Regions from separate parts of the Sus scrofa genome. Here region 1 is linked to region 2. Evidence: chromatin contacts called from public Hi-C data. All regions are on one chromosome and are shown on one strand. Each heading gives the region's core, a stretch centred on a gene start, on an enhancer-like site or on the middle of the called end of the contact. The rest is flanking DNA. Distances are from core to core; before and after follow the strand shown. Region 1 overlaps LOC102157779 (a long non-coding RNA gene). Region 2 overlaps BACH2 (transcription regulator protein BACH2).

What was found. Hi-C and Micro-C count contacts between places; a contact is called where the count stands out from the background.
Region 1: a contact with region 2 is called in a Hi-C map of embryonic fibroblasts, with 2.4 times the contacts expected there. The contact joins two enhancer-like sites. A contact is called at or near these places in 3 of 47 Hi-C or Micro-C datasets (embryonic fibroblasts and skeletal muscle).

The regions. Positions count from the first base shown.
Region 1 is chr1:58,454,556-58,460,510 of Sscrofa11.1, forward strand. LOC102157779 (a long non-coding RNA gene) reads left to right here. Exons shown (of 5, transcript XR_001306010.2): 4 at 145-472; 5 at 1,487-3,770. Among named protein-coding and RNA genes, the nearest start is that of MAP3K7, 90 kb to the right of the region's middle. Within about 2 kb of position 1,691, at least 16 of the 83 cell types and tissues checked have an H3K27ac peak or open chromatin away from gene starts, as enhancers often do. A contact at or near this core is called in embryonic fibroblasts, where this site is marked.
Region 2 is chr1:58,209,558-58,215,773 of Sscrofa11.1, forward strand. The region is part of intron 1 of BACH2 (transcription regulator protein BACH2); the gene reads right to left. Among named protein-coding and RNA genes, the nearest start is that of BACH2, 69 kb to the right of the region's middle. Within about 2 kb of position 1,719, at least 11 of the 83 cell types and tissues checked have an H3K27ac peak or open chromatin away from gene starts, as enhancers often do. A contact at or near this core is called in embryonic fibroblasts, where this site is marked.

The DNA.
Region 1 (5,955 bases), core at 441-2,940, 240 kb after region 2:
AATCAACTTCCACTGCTTCTTAAGAGAAACGTTTTAATCATAAAAAGTAGGAAGGGAAGAATCTCAAAAGTAGGGATTATCTTCTAAATGTAATAAATGTTGTTTTCTGAAAAATACTGTTCTTGTGTTCTCATTTTCATGCAGACCAGTGGAAGAGTCATCGTGATCAAGCCTTTGGGAAATAAACCTCGAGGAAAATGCTTGCACTTTCGTACAGCCCAACTGACTCTAAGATTGTAGTAGGGTTTCCATCCAGAGACACAAAGGAGAATCAGGGATTGCCATTTGATCAAACCGGCTTTGACAAAATGCACTAGGAAGCATAAACACACAAGATACCCCCCACCCCGTACTGGCTGCATCACTATTGAACCACCTGCCTCGTTGCCTGGACTACCTCTTCTGGATGGGCCTGTCAAACTGAACCTCAGCAGAGCTAGGCCTGGGGGGACTTCCCATCCGCCTCAGCCAGGTGGGCATCTTGGCATCTTGCTCTACCTCACCAAAGAATCTGCACTAGGGAGTTCCCATTGTGGCTCAGCAGGTTAAGAACCCAACTAGTATTCATGAGGATGCAGGTTTGATCCCTGGCCTCGCTCAGTGGGTTAAGGATGTGAGCTGTGGTGTGGGTCACAGATGAGGCTCGGATCCCATGTTGCTGTGGCTGAGGCTGTGGCGTGGGCTGGCAGCTGCAGCTCCAATTCAACCCCTAGCCAGAACATCCATATGCCACGGGTACAGCCCTAAAAAGCAAACACACACACACACACACACACACACACACACACACACACAAGAATATGCACTAGGACACTGGGACCCATCTCAGCCCCCTTCTGTGCCAGCACTGGGGTAATAAGACACTATTCATGGTCAAAGAATGTGCTAACTACTCACAGAGTGACACAAATAGTAGCCTTTAAATCAGAGAAACCCTCACTCCAATTCCATGGCTTGAGCAAGTCACTTCAGCACTCTAATCCTCAGTCTCCTCATTCGAAGACCGGGATCATGATAACATATACCCCTGTTAGCCTTTGTTAGAGAAAAAAAGGTCATGTATATTAAGTGTAAACATAGTGCTTTCTCTGTGCTCAATATACATTAACTCATATTAATAAAACAATTTTAGTGCAGGACGTTCCTTTCTAGAGGGAGGCAGGCTGGGCCACTCCCCAGAGATGCTCTTCTTTGCGATGAGAATGTGATACACTGTATTTGGGGAGAAGTCAGCTCACCACATCCTTTGAGTCTCGGATTTCCTATTAACAGCACTTACTCTGTAACCGGTCACAACACTGAAAGTGACCAGGATGTTACACAGCCTGAAGATTTGTTTTTGAAGTACAGAGCAGGAGATGTGGAATTTTCCTTCTAGAGCTGGGGCAGCCCTGCTTACTCAGAAGAATGATGATTCCTGGGTATTCCTAGGGTGGGCAGCCCCATTAAGCATCTCCTTCATTCACTTTTCTACTTAATTCAGCAGAAGGTCCCACAGCAGGCATCTCTACACAGTCATAGAAGCCTCTGACGAGGTTGGATGGAGAGCACAGAGAAAACTCCAGATAATCAGACGCACTGAAACTGCTACCACGACACTGGAGTTGCAGGATGACTCACCCTGGGCTGCTGCAGGAAACTCCTCTGGTCGCTGCCCTGGATCCTCAACGGTAAAGGGTCCCTGGAAAACTGTGCTTGGACTGCCACCTAGTGGTTACAAAAAGCAAGACTCGGTCTGGGCAGGATTCTGCTTCCCCAGTCACACCCACCACAGTTATCACCCAGAATCAGCATCTCCTCAAAGAAATTTTAGAAGATGAAAATTTTATTCACAGATTCACAACCTAATTCCCTATTTTAATTTGGTTTAATTATATCATCCACCTAATACACTGCAACACTGAGATTCAAGGTAGGGGCAAAAGCACCAGCCTAGGGAGTCTAAAGGCTCTTTTGAGTCACTAGCTCACTGTTCAACTTCGGGGAAGTGGCTTGAACCTTCCATTTTCTCTTAGGAAAATGGACATTAACAATATGCAGAGTTTAGGCGGCTGCGAGGTCTGTGCATGAAGCCCCTTTATAAACTGTATGATGTTCTCCCCTTTCTAGCTTCCTGCTCCTGTTTCCCTGGGATTCTGCACCCCGATGTCCACACCCACCCTTCAGTTAAACCAGTCAGCCAAACCCCTGTCCCCCTTCCCCTTCCCCGGGAAGCAGAGGCCTCCTCTTCTTTCGTAGTGCTGGAAATAGAACACAGAAACCAAACCAAACCAAAACAAAACAAAAAACAACAGCCAAAAAAGGAAAGATCCAGCCCAGGATGTGCTCATAGAACAGTTAACAATGAAAAGAGTCAAGGGAGACTTCTGCCATCGACAGCCTGCACTCACCAGGAGAAAATTCACTCAGAGGACAAAACACTGTGGCAGGTTGTCACCAGAGTGGCGGTGCTGAGGCTGCACCTAGTGACGGCACCCCACACGGAGACAGAGGGATCTGCTTGTTCCTCAGCCTCAGCCCTGGCCCTGGGCCCTCCTGCCTGAACTGGGTAGAGATGTCCTCAGAACAACTTCCTGCCCCGCTCAGGGCCCCTCTGATCTCTGGAATTCACCAGGGATCCCACATTCCACACGCAGGTCTGGGCTCCCGTAGCTCAGGCCCCACCTCACGTCTCTGTGGGGCTGATTGCGGCTCACTGGGTGTCCCGCGTCCCCAGCTGACTCACAGAGATTTCCAACCTTGCATGATGATGCACCCGTATCTGTAACTTCATTTTAAGCACACACCTCACTATGAATGTTTATTTCCATAGAAAGAGGCACTCCTGTATTAATATACAGTGTATGCTCTAGACATTTCAAAGGATGAGAAATTAAAATATAATGCATGTATGCATGTAACGCCTATGCCCACAAGTAGGTGCGTCCCCTTTTGGGCCTGGGACCTTTCTCTGACTGGTTAGAGCTGTGGTTGGGGCACATGGAGCTTGTATGGGGACCCTCTCCTGAAGCCCACCATGGATTCAGAGACAGAGGTGATGTTTGCTAGGAGGGGAGTCAGGTGTGAGGAAGAAGCATGATTCTCTTCTCAAATCACACCTTCCTCCTGGGCGTCTGATCAGCCAACAGCCACACGTCACGAGAACCTGGGACGCAGAGGCCACTAGCTTTCTTGTCCTGTGTTACAGGATCTTGCGATTCTCTGAGACGACTCCTGTCATGATTTTCTGAAGAAGAGAGGAGCAGTTCTCCAGCAGCTCTACGGGTTCCTATATGTACATTGTACCATTCCATCCCCAAAGCCATCCTGAGGGACAGGCGTGTGTTCCCTGCTGCAGAAGGAAGCTGAGGCCAGGAGAGGATAAGTCATGCCCTCAGGCCACCTGTCTCCTCAGAAGTAGAGTCTGCCTATTTGTAAAGCCTCAGACTAAGCCCGCAGTACGAGGCAGGGCCTGGCTATGCATGAACATGGAACTGGACATCCTTGGCCCAAACTCCACTGGCAGTAGAGAGGACTCTTCTTACAGTGTCCTCTACCTTAAAAGCAAAGATTTGTTCTGTACTTAGTCTCCTGTGGTTTTCCATGTGGCTGGTTATAAGGGTCATTACTAAGGCTCGTCTACTCCCCATCTTCCCCACTAATCTACTATCAAAGAACTAGAGGTTCCCACCTTTAGATTTTATTTTTTTATGTTATTTATTTATTTCTTCTTTTTATAGCCACACCTGCAGCATATGGAAGTTCCCCGGGCCAGGGGTAAAATCGGAGCTGCAGCTGCCAGCCTTCACCACAACACCAGATACGAGCTGCATCTGCAACCTACACCACAGCTTGAGGCAACTCCGGATCCTGAACCCACTGAATGAGGCCAGGGATCAAACCTGCATCCTCACAGAGACAGTGTTGGGTCCTTAACCCATTGAGCCACAATGGGAACTCCTAGCTTTTGTTTTATCTAGTGATGCAAGAAGTGGAAGAGATAATCTACCTTCTGGTCCAACACTGTAGCCACTAGCCACATTTGGCTACCTACATTTAAACTAATTAAAATTAAATAAGAAATTTTAAAAGAAGATTTCTCTCTGGCACTAGCCATATTTCAAAGGTTTAATGGCCACCTGTGGCTAGTGGCTAACATATTTAAAGTACAGAAGTCAAACATTTCCGTTCTCTCAGAAATTTCTGTCCGATGGTACTGGTAGACAGAAGCATTGATTTTAAAACAAGCAAGAGATTAAATGCTTCGCTTAAGGTCTGTGGCAGAACTATGAAGGAAACCCAGTTTTCCATATTTGAAAGCTAGTCTTCTCGTTACTACACTGGGGGGGGTGTCATTTAAAAATGCCCAGGGGAGGAGTTCCCATTGCGGCACAGTGCTCACGAATCTGACTAGTATCCATGAAGACATGGGTTCAATCCCTGGCCTTGCTCAGTGGTGGGTTAAGGATCTGGTGTTGCTGTGAGCTCTGGTATAAGTTGCAGATTCGGCTCGGATCTGATGTTGCTGTGGCTGTGGCTTAGGCCAGCAGCTGCAGCTCCAATTCGATGCCTAGCCTGGGAACTTCCATATTCTATGGGTGCAGCCCTAAAATAAATACGTAGATACATACATACATAAATAAATACATAAATAAAATGCCAAGGAAGAGGTTTCTCAATGGAGTGTTAATACCCATCATCACAAGTTAACATAAAGGACCATCTAGTCCTCCCTGGAAGAAGCCAGGTTGGGCAGTGTGGACGGCCAGGAGGAATCACAGGAGAAGAGTCTCCATCATGACTCAGGGCATGGGTCAGGCAAGCCTAAAGGTAGGGCAAGTGCGTTATCCATGTCTGTCTTGCCAGCCCTGGACCAGAGCTGGGACTCCATTGTGCCAAGGGAAACAGGGAGCCAGGGGTAGCCCAAGTGGCTGGAGATCAAGCAAAAGACAGTTAGGGAAGACTGGGAACTCTAACCAAGATCTTCAGCAGGAGCAGGGTGTCTCCCTGCTGGCTTGTCGCCGTCTTGTCTGGGCCCTCCAGATTTATGCTCTGCTTACTGGGCTGTACCACACCATTCTGGAGCTGTTGAACTTTGCCTTAGTTCATGTCATAGGAACCTTGGTAATGAATTTCAACGCATTGGGAAAACACAGATGAGGCATAGGTTAAAAGTTTAGTTTTGTTTTCAGCAGCTATAGAGCTGAACCGTAGAAGGAAGGTAGGATGGGAATTCAGAAGACTTGGGTGTAATAATAATCTCCAGCACTCTTTGATCTTAGGCATCTCACTTAGCCTCAGTATGCTTAATCTGTGAAATGGATCAACAGTAAGGATTTCTTAGCAGGATTGTTGAGGAGATCCCATAAGGTAATATTCTAGACAGTTTTCTGCAGAGCAGAGAGCCCTGTCTGGGTGTTGATTAGTTATGATCTTTACTATTGTTCCCTCACTTGGCGCCTCTTCCATAGCAGTTAGGGTGCATAATTCTGGGTGGCCACATTACCTTAGGTTTACCAGATGTACGTGTTTCCCCCCAAGATGTATTGTGTTTTTTTAAACCATCAATGGAGCTACCTAATATCCTTATTTGAAGATGATGTAGTCTCAATGTCTGTGGTTTTGTGAGCCAGGAAAGAATAGTTTAATGGTTCAATTAGCTCCTTGAGGAAATACGTGGTGCTTGAGATATGCCAAATAAGCAGCATGCAACCTCTGTGGGGGGACAAGAAGTCAGACGACTTCTTGTGAAGACACAGCTTCCTGCAGAGCCAGATGTAGTTCGCATTTTCCTCTTGCTTTTTCCCAATAGCTGTGCTCAGGGGGGATAAACTTTACTTAACCTAATTAATTTTAATCACAGCTTTCAAATCTCATACTGTGAAAAGAATTACAAATTGGAATACATTAATAGAAGCCATAGTTTATGCTGTAAGCTAATCATGAAATGTGCATTTACATTTTCTGCATGAGTTT
Region 2 (6,216 bases), core at 469-2,968:
CTATTCTTATTACTTACTATCTGAAACTCAGATACCAAATTGACATGAATAACACGGTGTCCTTTGCTACTGGAATTCATTCTGGGAAATTTCCATATTCAGATTTTGGAAATGAGTGGACTGGGACAGTAGGGAACAGTTATAAGAACAATTATATTGGAAATGATAGCAGTTCTTTAGCAGTTCACTCTGTAATCTCATCATATGCCCCAAGCTAACCTAAAAGCTTGAAAAAAATGCAGTCATTAAGATTTTTTAATTTCAAATTTTAATTACTAATGATAATCTGACCATTACTTTAATAATTAGTCAAGGAGCACCCTCTGTGTATAGTGGGGATATAGGACCCTAAAACAGAAGAGATGTCACTAAGTGATGGGTTGACTTACCATAGAGCTGGCCATTATCCACACAGAGGCCTACACCCTACAGAGGCTCCCCAGCCCTGCCAAGTATGCTGCATATATCTAGCAGGGGGAATTTGCTTGTTCAATTTATGATCACGCTGGAATCTGAAAAACACTGGTACAGACTTCCTTATCAACGACTCATGTATAACAAGTTCAAATATATAAGCCAAAATAGCATAAAACACTTAATTTCAAGGTTAATCTGACAGTCCAATTTAATGCGTCGGTGGTCCCAATGTGTTAAAATTTGGTATGTAACACGTTGAAGTGTGCAGGTTTTAAAATCATGGTCATAAAAATTGTTCAAAATATATTAAAGTGCTAATTAAACACTTGCATGGCCCCTCAAATATTCCCAGGGAACATCTACAGAACAGAGTTTGAAGACTCTTGGTGCAGGGCCTTTGAGGACAAAATGTAAACGCAAGAGCAAGACTCAGGTGCCCCTACTCCTTAAGGATCATCAAGTTATTCCCAAACTTTTCCCAGGGAGAAGATATCATCCCTCATTATCCTAAAAGCGGGGAAGCTGAGAAACAAAACTCTAGAACACATTTTAAGATTCTCCAGTAAATTAGAATTAAAGAGGCTAGGACCCAAATCTGAGACACACCATTCACTTCGCAATGTTGCTCATCCACTAATTCACTCAGCAACGTTTACTGACCACCTACTGTGCCAGGCACTGTTCTGAGACTTGGGATACATCAGTGAAGAAAACAGACAAAACCCTCCATCAGGGTGAAATCTAGAGTCTAGTCGGGGGAGACAGATAAAAAACACAAATAAGAAACATAATAAATAAGTTCTTTTTGTTATAAGGTGATAGGTGCAACAACAACAAAAAACTGACTAAGGTCAGAGGAATTGGAAATGGGAAGGAAGAGGAATGCTGAAATTTTAGATAGGACGGTCAGGGCGGGTGAGAAGGTAAAAATGAATCAAGAGCTCGCATGAATCCTGGGCAGGCCCTCGGGAATGAGTGTGTGTGTGTGTGTGTGTGTGTGTGTGTGTGTGTGTGTGTGTGAAGTACAAACGTTTGCATTTACTGGAAGATGCAGTGAAGTTTGGATAAGGTGTTCATCCATTTGACTTGCCATTAAGAAACCTCCCTTGGCCTCATGGCATGTCCCTATTTCTCTTGATCAGAGCAGTGAAAAATATAATCTGTGAAAAATTTTTTAAAAGTAGAGCACGTTCTACGAAGAAAACAGCACTCTCTAAACTCCTGATAAGCAGATTCTACACACACATTCCACAGTCTGCTTTATCCCTCAGCCACGTCCCACCCACACTCAGCCCCCAGGCGGCCAGAGCAGCAAATATGCACCAGCTCACACTCCTGTGAAACAATGGGGTCTTTCAGGCCTTACAATCTTGTGAAGAAACAGGCTGAAACGTCATGGGAAAAATTAGGAAATATCAGAGGAAAACAGCTCACAAAGTGAGGGGTGGAACCACTTGCTCACATGTTCTAATTCCTGAACAAAGAGAAACAACCGTGACAGCCCCCTGCCTGCTCTGACCCTTCCATTTCAAAAGAGAAGCGTCCTAACCCCCTTTTCTCTTCTGGGGGAATTACAGCAGCAAGACGGGGACAAGACAGCAGAGTGAGAAAATTTTTAGCCAAAAGAAGCAGAGTTCATTTCAAAAGCTTTCCCCTCAAGAAAAGCATAAGAACCAACCCAAACTCCCTGTCTTGTTCAGTGATCCACAGCACCATCACAATTACAGACCAATTGGACTTCAACCACTACACAAAGGAAAACAGAACCTCCTTCTACATCTTATTTTTAACTCTTCCAAAGTATTCTTGCTCTGAAATCTCACCCTGACTCCATCTCGGCCATCCTTCCTTATCACCTGCCACACCCAGTGTATACCTTTCCCACCAGCCTAGCCCAATTCCCCATCTCCCGGTCTTTGCTAAAAGCTGTTCCACTTGCAAATTACCTGCCTCTTCTTACCCACTGAACATCTCATATTGTCTTAAAAATCCCAGTTTAGGAGTTCCCGCTGTGGCAAAGTGGGTTAAGAATCCAACTGCAGCAGCTTGAGTCACTGTGGAATCGAGGGTTAGACCCCTGGCCCTGCACAGTGGATTAAAGGATCCAGCATTGCTGCAGCTATGGTGTAGGTTTCAGCTGTAGCTCAGATTCAATCCCTGGCCTGGGAACTTCCATCTGCCATGTGTGAGGCCATTAAAAAAAAAAAAAAAATCCCATTTTAAGACCTGGTACCTACTGCAAAATGCATTTCCAGGCTAATCAAGAACATTTGCAAACTTGTCAACAAATGTACCCTTCTGCTTTAATAATCTTTATAATCCAACTATATTTTCCAGTAGATAAGTTAATCTGACTTTTTTAAACTCTCCGAGGAGAAAATCTGAGTCAATTCTTCCTTACGTGATCCCCAATTTGCACTATATTTCTCTTCGTAAGATTTTATCAACTGTTAAGCACAGCAGGCATGTCGGCTGTCTCCCATTAGTGAGTCTGATGGTCAACTGTCTTGGGAAAAGACTTGTAAGTGGTTTATTATTATAAAGTATTATGTGGGAAAGGTGTTTATTTGATTCTTGGAAGAAAAAAGGAATGTACAATAAAATCATAAAAATGTTTTAAAATGTAGAACAATTTCAAAAGAAATACATCTCATAATGAAAATAAGGGAGTCTGATGAGGCTGAAAACCCTTGCAAAAATTACCTCACAGACATGTTGCCAGATTAGGGCCTAAGCATAAGAACCCCACCTTTGAGGAGGAGTTCCTGTTGTGGCTCAGTGGTTAACGAACCCAACTAGTATCCATGAGGATGCGAGTTCGATCCCTGGCCTCACTCAGTGGGTTAAGGATCCAGCATTGCTGTGAGCTGTGGTGTAGGTTGCAGATGAGGCTCGGATCTGGCATTGCTGTGGCTGTGGTGTAGGCCCACAGCTGTAGCTCCAATTAGACCCCTAGCCGGGGAACCTCCACATGCCGTGGGTGCAACCCTAAAAAGACAAAAAGCAATAAAATAAAATAAATTTTAAAAAGAACCATCTTTGGGGAGAAACCATCATTTGACAGTGTGGTAGAATTTTGAGTCAGGAAGTGAACCGAGCAGAATTAAATGCAAATTAATCATGTTGCCTAAAATGCAAAAGAGGACAGTGGGGAGACATTATCAGAGTTAAAAAGTGAGTCCAAGCCACAGAAGTGACTCCATAGTCAACACTTTTGTGAACTGTTCTTAAGCCACTGGTTTGCACTCTGCTGCCCATCAGAATCACCTGGAGCACTTTTCAAAATCACATTGCATACAAATAAAATCAGAATGTCTGTGGTGGGAGCCAGGCATCCATGGCGTTTAAAGATCCCTATGTGGAGTTCCCGTTGTGGCTCAGTGGTTAACGAATCCGACTAGGAACCTTGAGGTTGCAGGGTTCCATCCCTGGCCTTGCTCAGTGGGTTAACAATCCGGCATTGCCGTGAGCTGTGGTATAGGTCACAGATATGGCTCGGATCCCACGTTGCTGTGGCTCTGGCATAGGCTTGGCAGCTACAGCTCCAACTGGACCCCTAGCCTGGGAACCTCCATATGCCATGGGAGCGGCCCTGGAAAAGGCAAAAAGACAAAAAATAAAAATAAAAAAATAAAGATCCCTAGGTGATCCAATGTGCATCCAGGTTTTAGAAGCCCTGTTCCAGACTCTACAGGTAGAGCACAAGAAGTGACATGAAAGGTGGTGATGGTGATGAGTCCTGGTCAGTTGACACTGCTGTCAAGTGGCAAGGTGCTATTCTGGTTCCTCTCCTTCGATGATCATAATCTAGTCTATTACACAGGCCCTAAATGAACTTGAGGCTTTGGGATTTAGATGAGGAAAGGGATACCTGACATGATGGTAGGTACAGGATGGTAGGCAAAGGTCCTGAGAGCAACAGTAACAATTGGAATACTGCTTGTCATGGCATCTGGGGGCTCAGCTTTAGAGGAAGCAGCCTGGATGCCAGGCCTTGGCCAGTCATCTGCTCACACTCCCCAGCTTCCGGACCCTAGTGTTCTCTCAGGGCAGTGGTGCCAGCATACCCAGGACAGACGGCAACCCCAGAGATTCTGACTGGTCTGGAATGGAGTCCAGGATCTGTATATTTTAAAAGCTCCCCAGGTGACTGATGTGTCACCTGAGTGTGGAGAACCACCACACAGTAGAGCTTATTAGAAAGTGCTCTGAGGCCATACCCCTTGGGTTCAAATCCCTGCTCTGTTAATTAGCTATGGCTCGGTTCCCTTAACTGTAAAAACGGGGCTCTTTGACAATGCCACTTCTGCTGTGAGGCTTACTGGATCATAGCATCCAATAACTTCATTGGATTATAGGGAAGATCCAGCAAAATGCCTGGAACATAGCAAATGCCTGGAACATAGCAAATGCTCCACTTTATATGATCACACACATACATGTACATGCATTTGTCACTAGATTAAGCGGCATATGTATGTAAAGTGTGTAGCACTGTCTCCATATAACAGTGCTCAGTAAATATTAGCTAAGCTGATGCTGACGATGGCGGTAGTGGGAAAACTTCCTATAACTGGCTGTCTTCTGTTTGGGATTTCATCTTCTCCTCATTGCTTGGCAGCCTCTGCTTTAGAAATAAAACCTAAACTATATGGGGATAGGGAACCCTTTTGTTCTCTCTCTCTCTCTCTTCATTATTTGGAGGTCCACCCAACCAGGGAAGGGTAGTTCTGCTGCAAAGTGATGATGGAAATGTGGGCTTAATGGCAAAGAGAAATGGGGCGACCTGCCCTCCCCACATGATGATGGGCAACAGAATTGACAGCCAGAGGAAGCCCAACGTCCTCATTTCCCGGGGGGAACCCAGAGTGGAAATGTGCTTTGTCCAAGAGCACACTGTTTGTGGCAGAACTGGGATCTGATTTCAGCACAGAGCCCTTTAGTTTCCTGGCGGCGTCCGCTGACCATCCCCCATGACAAGTATGTCTGGGAGGCATACAGTCACAGAGATGTGGTACCCGTGGCCAAGGCCAGCGTGAGGGCTAAGGAACGTGATGCCCTGTTTTCCAACCACTTCCTTCCTCACTCTGCCCAATTGCCTTCCCTGATCCAAATTCCACACCCTACAGGCCATTTCCGGCTGAGATGGAGGATATAGAATGCTAGAAAGCAGCTGTGCTTTGCTTTGTGGCCAAATTGTTTTCTCGGGGATGTTCAGTTCCAATTTTATAACATAAGACCATTATACAAAAGGTTGAATTTCCCAACATTTCATTTACACAGAACTGTTCAGGGGTGTACATATATTAAAGGATACGTGCATAGTTTTTATCCACTGACCAAGGACAGGAAATCCTGTCTTCCAGCTGCTGAGTCTCAGACCACTCCGTCTGAATATACTTGCTGACAAATGCGACCTTGTTCAGGTTCTGAAGAATTAAAATACTCCCTCCATGTCATTTCTACTTGACCCGAGCAACATGACCAAACTGCACATTCAAATACCTCTTAGTAAAGGTACAATATTCACGTCGTTACCCATCCAATCCAGTGACCCTGGGCTGGAACCTAATCCAAAAGATTACAAAGCAACATCCTGATGCGTTGTCATGGCAACCCCTAGATGTCAGCTATCCCCTGTCCCAGGGCTGTAAATTCTCATTTTTAGTCTACTCATATCCTCCTATTTCATGTATAACAACCAACTCAAATGCAATTTGATATGTCAGCTGCTAAACATAATAAGAGATGCCACTTGCTATTACAGCCAATAATAAAAGATTTCTAGTTGGCTTCTGT